Linked DNA regions of Arachis hypogaea: region 2 is linked to region 1. Evidence: chromatin contacts called from public Hi-C data. All regions are on one chromosome and are shown on one strand. The core of a region is the stretch at or near the end of the contact, and the rest is flanking DNA. Distances in the headings are between cores, read along the strand shown. Region 1 holds the start of LOC112697784 (E3 ubiquitin-protein ligase APD2). Region 2 overlaps LOC140179873 (a long non-coding RNA gene).

Region 1 (3,577 bases), core at 434-2,933:
CTACATTATCCAAATGTCTCAATGCTTCTTGTGGATCCATATGCTAATTTTGTCATCAGTTCTGCAATCATAGTTTCCAAGGTCAGTGCCAGCATTTTTCTTACATTACACAATCTTTATTTTATTTAATAGTCCATGAAAATATGTTCATGTTGAAATATATTTGTCTGTTTGTTACTTGATAAGTACTTTGTGCTATAAACCTTCTACTTTTGTGGTCGAGAGCTTCTACCATAAAAAAAATTTGCATAAACCTTTAATAAACATTGAATCCACTAAGATTTGAAAAAATGTGCTTCTAGTAGTATGATATGCGCTATGATTACATTTTTTTTAAATATATTTGTGCACAATTAAGCAGGGTGGCACACGAGAGGAACTGCTTAAGGTGATTAAACAACATTCTCCAATGATGCGTAGCAACCATTATGGCAAGAAACTACTTGGTCGATTGAGGAAATTCCTATGTCACGTTTAGTAGACATAAATGACTATGTTTTAATGTGTAAACTCTGTAATATCACACATAACTCTTAGGAGCTGCACCTCTTTATTTGTTGTGTTATTTTCTTCCTAGTTTCAAGTATTTTCCTCCAATTTTTTTGGCTTCACTCTGTTGCGGAGAGAAGAATTTGCTGCATGAAATTAATTGTATGTAGAGGTTTGACTATACAAAAGGATCCTTTTATTATATATGATGAGATGGGATTAAATCTCCTTAATTGCCATTGAGATTTACGACTTTTACTATTTTAGTTTCTCATATTCAAAATTTTACTATATTAGTTTTCGAAATCCAGCTCTAAGCATCATATTGGTCTTTAGATCATTTTCAGCGTTGAGTCAACGAATGAAATGCTGAGCTATATTTGACTTACCATGCTAGATATATGGCTAAATAACATATTTTTGTTTTAACTCTTAAATAAGGTAAAAACGAGATTATTTTAGAAAATAAAAGGAGATATAATGATTTGTACATCATATAAACTCTTATTCCTCTTTTTATTTTTGTCTTGTTTAAGTATCAAAACGAAACGACACTGTTTAGCCATGTGTAAAGCGTGACAAGTTAGAATCAATTCAACACTTAATTTATTAATTTAAAAGGAGTTTAGGGACTAATATGGTGTTAGAACTTAACTTCAAAAATCAATATGCATAATTTTAAATTTAAGGGACTCAAAATTTACTCAGAAGTTGAATTGGGTGTGTTGTGAATATTAATTTAATTATTGGGCACATTATTTTTATTAAATGTAGGGACTGGGCGAGTTTTTATAATTATATTATCATAAAAATTTTATTTAAATGTGATTTAAACTGGACAACTTATACTCAAGGGAGATCAACTACACCGGAACACCTGCTTAATTTTTTTAATAGTGTTTTTTGTGTTTATCAAACATTTTTATTTCTATATCCTCATCTAGATAGTGAAACGCCCATTATAAACTAAATCCATATATAATGATTAGATAGAAAAGTGAATCACACCCATACACTTTTCTTTTCTTTTTTGTTTTTAACAAAAAATATTTCCAGCTATATCCTAATTTTGTGTTTATGTTTTAGTATTGTGTATGCATAGAATAAAATTGTAGATGAATTATTATAGCTTTGTCGTCAAATACCAGTCACATAATATACTTACCATTCAAATATTCCCTAACTAACCAAACCTTTGACTATTGCATTGCGTTGACCATTAGATGAACCAATAGCAACTACACTATGGAAAATCATACATTTCTTCTTCAATTCGTCTCTTCTTTTACTTCATCATACTCTATCCATCAATTTTTCTCTTCTTTTAATTAATTAATTAAGCCATGCACAGAACACCGTTGATGATGTCTCTTTCCACTTCAAACCATGGCTACTCTCAAAGATGGCAACAAACTTTGGCATGCATGCTTGTTCCTTTAGTCGTTTGGTTTTGTGGCATGTAAAATTTTCATCGAATTTTAATATTCGAGACGAATCAGGATCCTTTCATGTTATGTAAACATTCTTTTCTTTTTTTTATGCAGTTTTGGCAAGTATCCAATATGGGTATTATGGTAATTCTCGCTTGGTTCTTGGTCCGAGTTCATCGCGTTTGATGAAGACAAGTTCAATTCTTGTGGAGAAAGTTGAAGTGAGAAATGATCACAACAATCTTGTTCTTTATGCCTTTAATCAGAAGCCTGAGTTAATTTCCCAAACAAATTGGACCACTTCAAGATTCTTAGTTGTTCCCAGAAATACTCGCAAGGTAAATTGCGTCGCTATATGTTGTCATATTTAAGATTTTATTTTGGGAAAAGTATAGGGAGTCAATGGTCTAAGCGTACAATGTGTACAATGAAAGTTTAGGAAGTATTAGAGATATGATCATTAGTGTTACATTGTCCTATCAGGTTACGCTTTTGGGATGAGTGGGTTCATGACATGGTATTAAAGTTCTAGATCCGAAAGGTCAAGGGTTCGATTCTTGGTAAATTCCAAAATTAACTTAAGTTTTTAGGATGAGTGATTTTATGACATGAGATGTTAATTATCCCTGGTACACATAGGTCATTGGCTTCCTAGCACTACCCTTTATTTTGTAATACAAAAATTTAAAATTTTTTTTACTGATATAGCGAGGTAAATTGTGTCGCTATATATTGTCATATTTAAGATTTTACTTTATAGTATAAAAAGTCGAATTTTTTTACTGATATGTCAATACATGTTTATATAATTGCGTAAATAATTTTTATACTAAGAAGATATTAAATTTGAATCTATGGATATTATGCTAAGTTAAATATTTGTTAAGAATAAAATTAACTGATTAATATAATGTTTAATTCTTCATTTTTAGGGATTTTCTTTGTGGTTAAATAAGGGTTCTAGAATTCGTATGAGGTGGGAAGCACAAGCAAGTAGCAGGAATCAGCTTGAAGGGATGGTGATTAAAGGTTATATATCAGATGAAATTTCAAAGTGCTTTTTTTTCCTCTTAATTAAGAGATTAATATTATTTCTTTTGTTTCATGTAAGTTTTATTGTTGTGATCATAGGAGAAAGGAGATTTGAAAAAATGGTGCCTCAACAAACATTCTCCCTTGATACACTTGCCATTCGTGAGACAATCAATGGTGATTATATTGATCTTGCCATAATAAAAAAAATAAGCTTAGAAATTTTTAATTAGTTAATATTAGTTAATTTTTTTTATTATAAAACTAATTTTTGTTTAATTCTTCTTTCTTAGAGGATTTGAGGTTTAAAGTTAGAAATTATAAAATTTAAGATAAAAAATTAATTAAATTTTTTTTTTATGTGAAACTAATTTCATGCATTTTTCACACTTGTAACCTTAATACTATCTATCTCTACTTACTTAATTATAGGCAGGTTTATGGAGTAACTATGATAATATTACAAATGCTAACAGGTAATGAGGCTGAATACATGATTGAGGAAGATGATAGGTACCAAATTGGAGTTCTGAACATGAATGACAAGAACATAGTATTGAACTTGAATGTTAATGTCTCTGCCAAGATTTATGATACCACCAAAGCCAACAACATCTACTCTTCTA
Region 2 (3,520 bases), core at 763-3,262, 34 kb before region 1:
ATATCTCTAACGACGTCTCTTCAAACAAAAATTTATTTTGGGTTTGCTTAAATTTGTTATATAGGTTTTCTTCATTTTTTAGTTTGTCTCATATTAATTTTTTTTTTTTTTGGATCAAACAAAGATTAAACTAAATCTTTCGATCATACAAATTTTAATACCACATCACGAAATCATGTCTCTTAAAAATTTAAATTGATAGGTAGCACATAAATAGTTATAATTTTAAATACATTGTTGACTATATTTAAAAGTAAAATAAAATAAATTTCCATCTAAACTTTATTTTCTTGATTCCTACGTTATTCTCTTAAAGAAGTTTGTTAGCAAAGTTAAATCCCTTAAGAATCAACTAGAATTTAATTAATAATTCCATATATATATATACCAACACAACTACACAAGGGTAGTTTGTTTATCTGATAAGAAGATAAAAGTAGTGTATGTTATGATGATCTTGTTCTTCAACATACACCACTATTATTATTATTATTGTTCTTTATCATCATCATCAAACCTTGTTTTGATGATTACCATTTTCTTCTTCTTTTGGCTGATCTTATTATCATGCCATGTGGAAGGATCATCAAGGTTTCTTCTTCTACCACATCATCAGCGATTCAAGATTGTTCGAGCCTTCTCTGGTCCTAGTCACGGTGGAATTGGTCACAAATTATTGCTTCCTTAATAATTAGGCATATTATTGTATGATTATCATTACTATTAATTACTTTACATCCAAATAATATGTGGTTTATGTAATGATATTAAACTCTTAGAGAATTGCTTGTATATATGTTTATATATGAAACGCTTTTAATGCCTTACAAGTTATATATGATGAATTGTATATATGATTTTCTTGTTTTATTATGTGAGATTTTTTTTTTTTAGAATTTGGTGCAGAAGATCTCAAGCAATGTTTCTATTTCTTAGCAATAACCTAAGAGAGAATTACTCAATTAAAATTGAGCTCAACTGTTTAGCCATCATCCCTTAGCTTTTATGTTTGGTGAAAAATATCTACATTATTATTATCCATTCTTATTTTTTCAATATTACAAGAAAAGTTGATTTTAGTAGCCATCATTATTGCTGGTATTTTTCTTATTTAATATTTTTACTTTTATTTTTTGTGCGCATAGGAGGTAAACATCTTGTTTTGTGGGTTTGGACTACTCGCTTCTTATGCAAAAAAATAAAAAATAATAAAAAAATAAAATAAAGGGTTTTCCTTTAGCTTTTACTGATAAGATATAGAAGAAAACAATACTATTATTGATCCTCCAAGTCCAAAGGTTCTTATAATGATGTATTCAAAAAAAAAAATTGCATATTTTCTATGAATAATTGAATCATACGAAATGAAAACTAATTGATTATGGTGGCTTGAATGAACAAACAACGAATTTTATGATGGGTTTCTTAGTACTAGAAAATCATTTTTAGCGACTTTTTTTTAACGATAATAAAAAGAGTTGTGAGTTTATTTATCGTTAAGTAAACATTATTCGTTTTATACTTTATCGCAAAAAATATATAATTATCATTAATAATATATAGTAATAATGACAAATATATATAATTATCTTTAACATATAAGTTAAATATATAATAGTGATTATGATATTGTATGTCATTAAAGTCATTTTTGTTTTAATGTTTATACAATCATACTATGTAGATATAAAAAATTAGTCAGTAAATTAATTATTTGTATATAATATATATTAAAATATAAAATATATATTTTAAATATATAATAATTAATTTAGTAACTAATTTAATAATATATATATATATATATATATATTGAGTTATGTATAATTGTATATAACTAATTTTAATTTGACGATGACATATGTTATTTTATTGGGTTAAATACTTAATTAGTTTTGATGGTCTCATTTAATATTGCAAGCCAAAAATATAAAGAAACACAAGCCCAAACACAAGGATTCATAATCATTACTGGTGGGTATTTATAACCAATGAATCCCATAGAAAATAATGCAAAGAAAATAGTTGGGCTAAATAAAACAAATCCAATCCCAACCCATGAAGACTCCATCAAACTGAAGATCTCCAAAGCCAAAGTTTACATATTTGCTTCAGTAAAAGAACCAAAAAAAAGAGAGAGAGCTTCGTTCCTCTTGTACATTTCACCAGAGAAGAAAGAAAAAGAAAGGGTTAAGCAAAAAATAAATGTCTAATCGCCAAAATCAAACTATATTAAGCTAAGTCAGAAGATAAAAGGTGATTTATTTCCATTTGCATGCATGTTAATTTCTTCACTCCTTCTCCAACTTTCTACGATACCATTTTTTGGTTAAATGAAGAAAGAAGTCTTTGATCTCTGCTGCTGTAAATCAACAATTCACAAAGTTTTTTGGAGGCAAAGCACATTATTAATGGTTCGAATTTGGGTTTACCACTGAACAATTTTCTCTGTGCTACTCAAATATCTTCGGTCAAGCAAAAAGAATCAGCTTTGAAATTCCTAATTTTGAGGTTAATTGAAGAAAGTGAAATAACAAGCTTGGGGAAGCACACATCTCGAGAAGTTGACTTGAAAGAAAGCAATTCAGCAACATGGTAAGAGATACAAAAAGAAAATTTTTTATCTTTCTGAAGACAAGGAGAAAGAACCAGAGTTTGAGTTTCAAAGAGAGCTTCCTAAGAAAGTTCAACATTTTGGACAGTGCATTCTAGAGAAAGAAGCATTCCGCCAATACGAAGAACCCAAATTAGTGATAGCTCAATCCGATTCATCTTATAGCAACAGAGGTTGTTGAAACATTAATCTTCTTCATATTTTATAGATTGTAATTTCAATTTTAATGTATATATTTCTATAATTTCTTGAGTTGAAAAAATGACGAAAGAGAGAGAGAGTTTAAGAAAAAGTCAAAGAGTGACAAAAAGTTGGGTGATACACTTGAGTGAAAAGTCTAGAGTGATTTCAGAATTCTTTAGGTTGTTTTATATGTCTTGTATTTTGTACCTGTGAAGTACTTCTTTTTAAGTTAGGTTAACACTTAGAGTGGAGAGTTAGGTATTAGCATAACCAAGTCAAGTTATGATAGAATTTGAGAAGGAAAGGATTGTGTCAATCCTGTGAAATTGGTTTATGTAATACTTCAACTATAATGGAAATTCCACTACTATTGTAGTGGAGATTAGATATAAGTTGCATTGCATAAGGCAACTAAATCAAAATACATGTTGGTATCATTCTTCTTCTCTTTCTCTGAGTTATGTTTTCTGATATTTATGAGATAAGACTAAATTATCTCATAAAATTTTTGTTGTAGAGTTCAAATAGATTCTAAGTCAAAGTAAAAAATTAAAAAATTATTTCATTAAAAAAAAGTCATAGATTCAACTCTTTTTCTCTAAACTTTTTCCAACCTTCAATATATATATTTTTTATTGGATCATATGAGGAATATAAATAAAGATCTTAAAGTTAAAGAATTTAATATTAAATCTTATTTCTTTTCACTCACAAATGGTGTAC

The links. Hi-C and Micro-C count contacts between places; a contact is called where the count stands out from the background.
Region 2: a Hi-C map of an unstated tissue shows a contact between it and region 1, with 2.4 times the contacts expected there. The contact joins the enhancer-like site here to the promoter of LOC112697784 in region 1. A contact is called at or near these places in 2 of 8 Hi-C or Micro-C datasets (leaf and an unstated tissue).

Annotation. Positions count from the first base shown.
Region 1 is chr16:148,628,755-148,632,331 of arahy.Tifrunner.gnm2.J5K5, reverse strand. It overlaps LOC112697784 (E3 ubiquitin-protein ligase APD2), which reads left to right and starts at 1,683. Exons shown (of 7, transcript XM_072219393.1): 1 at 1,683-1,944; 2 at 2,034-2,257; 3 at 2,852-3,128; 4 at 3,428-3,577. The coding sequence starts at 1,833. LOC112805983 (pumilio homolog 12-like) reads left to right here. Exons shown (of 5, transcript XM_072220795.1): 4 at 1-81; 5 at 362-478. The coding sequence ends at 478.
Region 2 is chr16:148,663,138-148,666,657 of arahy.Tifrunner.gnm2.J5K5, reverse strand. LOC140179873 (a long non-coding RNA gene) reads left to right here. Exons shown (of 3, transcript XR_011873706.1): 3 at 582-852. Among protein-coding and RNA genes, the nearest start is that of LOC140179873, 3.7 kb to the left of the region's middle. Within about 2 kb of position 2,012, at least 1 of the 3 cell types and tissues checked has open chromatin away from gene starts, as enhancers often do.